Linked DNA regions of Danio rerio: all the other regions are linked to region 1. Evidence: chromatin contacts called from public HiCAR-type data. All regions are on one chromosome and are shown on one strand. The core of a region is the stretch at or near the end of the contact, and the rest is flanking DNA. Distances in the headings are between cores, read along the strand shown. Region 1 holds the start of id1 (inhibitor of DNA binding 1, HLH protein). Region 2 has its middle 24 kb from the start of pfkfb2b. Region 3 holds the start of pfkfb2b (6-phosphofructo-2-kinase/fructose-2,6-biphosphatase 2b).

What was found. HiCAR-type assays count read pairs that join an accessible place to other places.
Region 2: a HiCAR-type map of caudal fin shows a contact between it and region 1, with 7 times the contacts expected there. The contact joins the enhancer-like site here to the promoter of id1 in region 1. A contact is called at or near these places in 10 of 18 Hi-C or Micro-C datasets (caudal fin, embryo, fibroblasts and 3 more) and 3 of 4 datasets of contacts at active chromatin or transcription factors (caudal fin, gastrula embryo and pancreas).
Region 3: a contact with region 1 is called in a HiCAR-type map of caudal fin, with 2.9 times the contacts expected there. The contact joins the promoter of pfkfb2b here to the promoter of id1 in region 1. A contact is called at or near these places in 11 of 18 Hi-C or Micro-C datasets (caudal fin, embryo, fibroblasts and 4 more) and 4 of 4 datasets of contacts at active chromatin or transcription factors (caudal fin, embryo, gastrula embryo and 1 more).

What each region holds. Positions count from the first base shown.
Region 1 is chr11:20,797,022-20,799,943 of GRCz12tu, reverse strand. id1 (inhibitor of DNA binding 1, HLH protein) reads left to right here and starts at 1,545. Exons shown (of 2, transcript NM_131245.2): 1 at 1,545-2,007; 2 at 2,115-2,653. The coding sequence starts at 1,657. The coding sequence ends at 2,150.
Region 2 is chr11:20,868,543-20,871,298 of GRCz12tu, reverse strand. No RefSeq gene overlaps it. Among named protein-coding and RNA genes, the nearest start is that of pfkfb2b, 24 kb to the left of the region's middle. Within about 2 kb of position 1,253, at least 5 of the 62 cell types and tissues checked have an H3K27ac peak or open chromatin away from gene starts, as enhancers often do. A contact at or near this core is called in caudal fin, where this site is marked.
Region 3 is chr11:20,891,645-20,894,783 of GRCz12tu, reverse strand. It overlaps pfkfb2b (6-phosphofructo-2-kinase/fructose-2,6-biphosphatase 2b), which reads left to right and starts at 1,323. Exons shown (of 16, transcript XM_021479801.3): 1 at 1,323-1,453; 2 at 1,790-1,944. The coding sequence starts at 1,854.

The sequences.
Region 1 (2,922 bases), core at 296-2,795:
CAGCAATGCAAAGTTATGCGAGTGCGCGCTCAAGGCGACGCGCACATATGAAGGAATTTGGAAGTTTGCGCGAGGAAACGCATTTAAAGAAAGACAAAGAGACCATCATTGAAGGAAAATAAACAGATTTGAATAAAAATGAGCTTCCCAGCACAATAGAATAAAGCTCCAGTCTACAAGTAATGCACTTACTGTAGGATAATAGACTATGAATACTTTATGTGCATGCACAACAGTTAAAAGCACACTAAAATGTATTGCATTGTGTACAGAAACAGATCCCTCTTTTGCAGTGATGTCAGAAGAACTTTTTGTAAAAAACATTACACTCTAAACACTTACCTTCCTCTAAAAAAAACTTATGTGCAATGGTAAGATTTTATGGATGTTAAAGATTAAATAAGCATTACAAATAAAGTTTGACCACTGCTCCTTTTTAACAATCTGTAGTTTTTTAAACTATCTGCACACATACTTTGATAAAATACTCATTTCTAGTCAAATATTTTATTTTTAATGCATTATTTTGAAAGCTTGTCAGGCAAATCAAAATCTGTATGACAAACATGCATGAAGCCATTTTGTTATCATGTGACAAGAAAATAATAACCACAGGATTGCATTAGATACTTTAAAACTTTTGTTTGGGTTTATGAGATGAAAACATTATATTCAACATGCATTACAGTATACATAATATAAGTATAAAGTGTCCTCTTTCTCTGTTTTGCTTACTTGATATTTGCATTATGGACACAATAAAATAATTCACAGAGTGAATTTATTTAGACAGTCATGAGTTAAGATCTCTAAGAAACCTTTTATGATGTTGTTTTCTGGTTTGTTTAATAGGGAATGAAGTATAACGTTTGATTGTTTATGTTTGAAATCTACATTTGAATTAGCTACACTCATGTGATGAAAATAATAAACAGACAGAATTCTTTTAGATTCAGTGTTTAAAGGGGGTTGTGATGTATTGTTTATAGTTTGTTTAAAATGATGTTCCCTCAACTTATGAATACCCCGCATCCACCTCCCCAATAAATCATAACATTTTTATAAATGTTAGGTCATGGTGCCATCATGTCCACTCACATGTGTTCAGGGTGCAGTTAACTCAGCAATGACAGATATATTTGCAACAAGCTGAATGGATGGAAACAGAGATGCTGATGGAACATTTTACAGTATGCTTTGTTTCTCGCAGCAGCCCACATACGAAGAAAAGCTTGTTTCATTTGAAAGTAATAACTGTTGCCTGTTGATCGTCGAGCACCCCCACCCTCCCCTTGATCTGTCTGCTTCACCTGTGGAGTAAACGGACAGCTGGATCTCCACACATCATCCGCAGAAGACACACATTTGTTTCCATTTGTAACACCATCCCCCCGAGCATATTGAAACTGCGATAACAGAGCCGTGCCTTCATTGGCTGAGCGAGGGACTCCGCAAAAATCCTATTGGCCCGTTCCCGCAAACACGAGTGTTTGGTGACGCCCCCAAGCCCGGAGACCCTTTAAATAACGAACAGCTCAGCCTCTGAGAGCATGTGGTGAACTGTCATCGCACTATCGACAACTCAACAAGCCTTTAAAAGGAGTACGAGCACCTCGCTTCAGCTATTCCTCTTTGACTTACTCGCAAATAGCCAAAATGAAAGTTGTGGGACCTACCTGCGCGCTGAAGAGCAGCAAAGTTGGAGGAGAGGATGTTGTCCGCTGCCTCTCCGATCAGAGCTTGGCCATCTCCAAATGCAAGATCCCGCTGCTGGACGAGCAGATGACCATGTTTCTCCAAGACATGAACAGCTGCTACAGCAAACTGAAGGAGCTGGTGCCCACGCTACCGACCAACAAGAAAGCCAGCAAGATGGAGATTCTCCAGCATGTCATCGATTACATCTGGGACTTGCAGGTCGAGCTGGAGAGCAAGAAGAACCAGAGCTCCGCTCCCCGCACTCCGCTCACAACACTCAACGCGGAGCTAGCCAGCATCTCTGTGGAGGTAAATATCGCACATGCTTAAGATATAATGCTTGCGTCTCTATATGCATATCAATAATGTTTGTCTGAACGACCCAACTCACTATGTTCCCTCTTTTTGTCTTGCAGAACGGCTGTTCAGATGACCGGATCATGTGCCGTTAAAGCAGATACTCCCGGTGGCTTCACGTCAACAGATCATCGAAGCATCGTGATCACGGTGCGCTGAGGTGAACGAACAAACAAACCCCGATGGACCAGTGACGCCGTGAACTGTGTCGGGAGAGTCTCATTCTCCTGTTGTAGAGGAAACAAACTTTCAGTAGAGAGTCACACAAATCTGTGGACATGACAAGCGTGACGTGCTCTCTCCTTCTCTGAGATCTCTCCCCGGACACACACCGATACGCGTGTGTGTTTGTGTCTGTGTTTAGCTGTGGAATCCATGGCGATTATTCACTTACTGTTCATGCATTTCCCTCTCGGTCAAAGTTTCTCCAATGTTTTTGTAACTTTTTAGAAAAAAATACTATTTTGTTGTCAGATTTCTCAGATTACTGAGCGAAAGAATGTATTGTATATTACAATGCCATATGATGTGAACGCTTTATTGTGTTTTTTACAATGTATATTGTGTTTTTTTTATTAAAACATGAAAATCAAACTTATCTTGGAGTTGTTGATCAATTTTGTGAGTGAATGGAGCCGATTGAGAATTCTGTTATTGGGAGTCTTTTATGCTTTATTATCTAGTAGTTGTAGGCTTAATAAACGTTTAACTGTAACATGTTGTAATCATGTCACTACATAATTGTTAATTTAGGGTGGCCTGTATTTAGCCTGACGTCTATCGTTACAGATCAGTTTTATGAGTTCTCACTTTACACTTTTGTCATTGGTGATTACACTGAAACTAAACTTAGCCTATCAGTACAGC
Region 2 (2,756 bases), core at 4-2,503, 72 kb before region 1:
TTTCATTGGATTTACTACATTTTCTTAAGGTAAGTGCTTGCTAACTATTTATATGGGCTGAATTTAAACAAACAATTTAAATTTAGTAACAGTTAACTTATTTGTTTATTTAAATCCAGCCCATATAAATAGTTTCCAACCACTAAATGACACTAAAAATGTAGTAAATCCAGTCCACGCTCGTTTAGAAAATGTACCATTATATACATTTCTGGAGAGCACCAAATACGTCACAGGAGCTACGATTTTTGGCAGTTTTTGAATCCACCAGAGGCCGCTGTGTACACTTTTGCAGATCTCACATTTCTCTTGCGAGTGCAATTCACGCCTGCTGTTCTCATGTAAATCCACCAGAGGCTGCTGTTAAATGACTGACTGACTGACCCACCCCCCTCCTTCCCTAAACCCAACCACTAGTGTTTTTAAAATCACAGATTTATCCGCCCACCCCCTTCCCTAAACCCAATCGACAGTTGATTCATAAAAATAATGATGCATAAAAATATTTTAAAATAAGGCCTTTAGAAGGTTGCAATAAAAAATACTTTTGTTTATAACATTCTGTTCACCAAAGAAGCCAAGAACACAATTCGAACATTCATTTATTTATTTAACCAGGAAAGTCCCATTGAGGCACAATATCTCTTATAACAGGGTGCCCTGGTCAAGACAGGCAGTATAGGACCGAGTTTCAAAAAATATATAAATAAATGACATAAATTTGAAGGTATTGTGCTTTCTAAAAACTAATACAAATGTGTCTGAAAACATGGCACTCGGTTGTTATTTTATGCCGAAAAATGTTGTAAAAGTAATCATTTGTGTTTTAAATTTGGAAGAAAAGTCTTCAGATTACAAAACACAACTATAAATCCAGAAAAACTGGTCTCTTCACTTTTCCTACTTGTCCATCTGTTTTTGTACAAAACATGTTTTGTATGATCATGTCTGAGCATCATACATAATAATGCCCTGTAACTGAATCCATTTAGCCTCGATGATGTCGATACCAATTGGCGACTAAAAGAGACTGATGTGTAAGGATCACACCTGTGTGTGTGTGCAGGCAAACGTGTGTAATCGAGAACAGCAGGGAGTCGCAGTTTAGCACCGTAATGTGAGAGATGGAGGTCAAGCAAAGCAGCGCTCACCTGTCCGAGAGCTTTCAGGGGAATCTGATATCCTTCACTCATAGTGCGTCAGACGGAAAGAAAAAGAAAAGAAGAGAAGAGAAAGAGAAAGCTAGCAGGGTGGGAAAGAACCCGAGTTGCCTCAGCCCTCAGAGAAGTCAGTGATAATTAGCATTATTCCAAAGCTCTCTGGGATACTCCGCTCTGATTGGTCAAAAAGAAAAAGTAGAATGCTGACAAAGCTGAACATTTTGTTATGATTTCTTGTTGAATTCATGCAGTCATCTTTAATAATATTTAAAAAAAAAACAAGTTGTGCTCCATCTAGGGCTGGGCGATTTGGCCAAAAATCAAAATCTCAATTAATTGAACTTTTTAACTTAATTACGATAAATGAACGATTATTTTATTTGTTTATTTTATTTTTTTGCCCTCATGGTAAACTGACAGGTTTTGTACAGTAAATATGCACACATATTACTTAAAATAATAAAATAATAATTGAAGGAAACATTATTATTTATTATAACATTATAGATTATTTATTGAACAACGTTTTTTTTTATAAAATGCACTTTCAGAAACAATCATTTATTTTTAATGTTTTCAAAAGTAGAAAATATAATTTTCAATGTAAATAGTTTTATTGTAATGTAAAATATGACGTCTCTAGCAGATATCAGGCGCAGCTTCCAATCATCAATGTAATGCAAACGTGCGATGTGTAGATACATTTTTCGAGATGTGTGCGGGTATGTGACCACGTGAAGACTGTGCCGGAACATTCCCGTGCTTTTGACGCAGAATTATAAATCAGCCTTAACAGAGCGGAGTCATGTATCTACTTTAGACGTAGTAGGAAAAGTAATTGAAAAAGATCGTCCTGGAAAAATTAGATGGATTAAAGGTTTTCAATATCAATTTTATTTAGTTTTCGATTAATCGGCCAGCCTTATCTCCATCTCACATTTATTTTTTCTGATGACACGACAACCTGTCAATCACATAAGATAGACCAATAATAGCCAATGAATTGGATAAAAATCACATCTAAGCTGTTTCTTGCACACATGCGCACACACAAACACAAGCAATGTACAGTAAATCATATTATTAATCATTGCAGTATTTTTTTGTAGTCAATCAAAATAAAATATATAAAAATTCTTCAAAAAACTAAAACTTAAAAGCTGCTTTCACTCAACCAAAACTAGAAGAAAAAGAGAACTGAAAAAAAAAAAACTGTGCAAATGTCCTTGGTCTGTTAAACAGCACTTGACTTGTCATTTTGACTTCAACTGTAAATGGATCATTTTCTGTTTATTAGCTCTTTTAAAAGGCATAATGGGAACATTTGATAAAGTGACTTTTATTGAAATTTTAACAGTTTGAAACTTTATATCTTTTCAATTATGGCACTAAACCTAGCAATGAGTTGTAATAAACTTGATGCATTTCTTATACAATATTGTTTTTAAGTACCTTTGCTAAACTGTAGATCTACATTTTCAAGATCAAAAGATCATAGAGCATAAACCAAGGTTCCACAATGCAATTCAGAAATATAAAATCCAGACCACAATTCTCGGTTTGTCTGGATTCATGATTTATAATTTTAGTTTTGTA
Region 3 (3,139 bases), core at 74-2,573, 95 kb before region 1:
CTATAAACTAGGAGGACTTCTCTCCTCCTCAGTCCCCGGGTCTGAATGCAGACACAGTGGATAGCAGTACAGCCCGTGTCTTGCCCTGTCTATTTCAAGCATTAGGCTTGCCAGTAATCTGTAGGTTTTTACACAGGCGAAAACAGCAGCACCGATAGGCGATGTGTCTTAAATTGTAACAAACTGGACTGATAAAAGAAAAGTCCTCCATTCTCCAATAATCATATAGCTCTCCAGACTCCAAACAAAAATGCTTGCTGCACACTAACAGCTTTGCTGTATCAGCCCTGACATCATTGTGGGGAAAAACATACAACAAACCTGTTGATCATGGAAACAAACAAACACACACGACCCTTTATGAACAGCTAAATACTGCGTGCTGTGCGTGTATGCAGTATCACTGCTTGGCAGGTCTGCCTTGCCTTCGGAAAGCATGTGCAGTCAAAAAGAATTAAGAAAATAGCAACATTTACAACTTTGATTTGAAGGAAAACTATTCTCAACGATACAAAATTGTATTTTTGGTGGTAATTTAACATCATGAGGATATAATTATTTGTGGGGCTTCATGGTGTCTGTTTGGATTTGTTCATCTTTATGTGGCGCTGCACAGCCTGATTGGTCAATTAAAACCAGAGAACCTCTTAAGTAATTGGAGAGTTGACAGCAGCTTACATCATCAATCTCAATGGAAAGTTTTTACATAGTTTGAATCATTTATCTCCTATATACAGTACTACACTGTGTGCCTTTCACCACATGCAGTAGAAAATGGTAATTATATGTACAAGTGACAGGTTTCACAGTTTTTGCATCTATCAAAAGTTAACTGTAGGACACTTTAGATTCTAGAAAGCATTTGATTGGGCAGACTATCTCACAAGTGCAGAGTGATGTCATCAAAATGGTTGATCCGTGTTTGATAATTTATATATTCTCAATTTTTTAGGAGAAAACTAGCTAATAGATCACTTTAAATTCAGTTTTGATTTCTTGGAATTTTTAAGAGATCAAATTAAATGTGTAGGTCTGTGCTCAAAAAAAGGGGACAGGCTAACAGTTTTTGTAAAAGAAAATAATAATAAATAAATAAATATCTAAATAAATAGCTCATTTTAAAAAAATGACAAAAAAACATAGAGTGTATAATTCTGGAACCCGACTGTAGTCTGACTCTACACTGACCGGATCAGTTTACGAGTCGATTGAAAAGATTGACTAATATGAATCAAACCACGATATGACTGACTTCCCAGTTCAGTTTGCTGCAGGTATTACGGTAAGTAAACGGTGACGTATGGACACACCTTCACTCACGCGCTTGGCTCTGGTTGCCATGGAAGGTTATCAAGTGCAAAAACCGGCTGAGGCAACGACAGCACCTGGCGGAAACATACTGAACTTACCGGTGGAACCTGGAAGATACGGAGTAAAACACGGACCTCTTGAGGTAGAATGTCAACGATTTGGAAACAGTATGGTTATATGTGTCTCGCGATAGTGCTTCTTTAATATGTGTACAATAAGATTTTATATGCGTATGGATTAAACTGTCAGTAAATGTTGAAAAGCCCTCATCCAAAGGTTAACGGTAATGACGTAGCACGATATTCTCAGCATCCTTTTCTACGTAATGACGTATCTGTATTACTGCGCTAAATAAGTGCCAAGAATAAAAGCTGTTTGTCACTGAGTAGAGCATAATCTACGCAAACACTAGTAATTTCCACTAACGTAGAATGCGTATATTGTCATTATTTCGCCGTTTGTGTTCGTCTCTCTGCAGGTGTGCCTGTCTTTGCAGCACTAAGAGTGAGTGAGTGATTAGGTCTGTCAGATACAGATTCAGTATGTCTGCATGGCTGCAGCAGGAGGAGGCTGGTCCAACCAGTTCTGCTGAAGCCAAGAAATCAGAGCCTAGAGGCCAAGAGAAGAAATGCTGTAAGTACACAGGCTTTCGTGTCCCACTGATCTAAAATGTTTCGTGGGTTTTTGAGAGGTTTAGGGGGCTCCTCAGTTGATGTTTACTGCATGACAGATTTGTTCCCTGGCCCTGTTAAGTTTAACGACGGCCCTGAATCATATCACAGTTGTCCTTCTTGTGGTGTCAGCTGTTACTGAACAGCCAAACAGAAGTTCACTGTCAGGCTGGGTTATAAAAAAAAAAGAAAACTGCTGTGCTGCCCTTTATTTAGATTGTCAGCATTGTCTGTTATGCTGGTTTCAAATTGCAGATCAAGGTAAAAGGCGCACTTTTTAGTGTTTAGGATTATTTGTGTGTGTGTGTATGTGAGTGTGTTTTAATAAATTGTTGCCTGGATGTAATCTTTTATTTCGCATAATATCTTTATTATTTGAATATTTTTAAATAAAAACATTTCAAAAAGATATTATCAGCACTGCTTTTTCAACATTTATAATCATTACAAATGTTTCTAATGCAGCAAATGAATGAACTTTTAAAGGTCATGTGACATTAAAGACTGGTGCTTAAAATTCAGCATCGTCTATCATTACTTCAAAATGAAATTTATAATATATTGACGTGTATATATCAGTAGAATCACGTCAAAGTAGACATTGCACGTTGCTGTAATACTTTCTAGTATTTTATACGGTAGCCCAGTGAGCTTAGTGCTGCAATTTAAGAAAATGCATGCAAATAAAAAAAATAAAAAAAAGACTGGTCCTAGAGATGTTGTGTAGATGGAGAAGAGATGTGTCCCAAGACACCACATGTGCTGCAAATCTTCACAACGCAAACAAATCAGTTAATCATGCTGCATTTTCTCATAATGCAAACAATTTAGGAAAACGTGCTGCATTTTCTCACAACACTTTCAAATAGCATGGAACACAGCGGAAATTGCTTTGCGGAATTGGCTATTTAGTTTATGGTTATTTTAGGCTAATAAAATACAAAAGACAAGGGGATCAGGATGTTAAAATAAAACATCACCTACAACTTTACTGAGCAATTGTCACGGCACGGTGGTCGTCATGTTTTTGGATCCACTTGAAACATATCCATTGTGTTCAGTTCTTTTTGCAAGTGTTGTGAGAAAATGCAGCGTGATTTCGTAATTTGTTTGTGTTGTGAGAAAATGCAGCACATTTTATTCATTTGTTTGCGGTG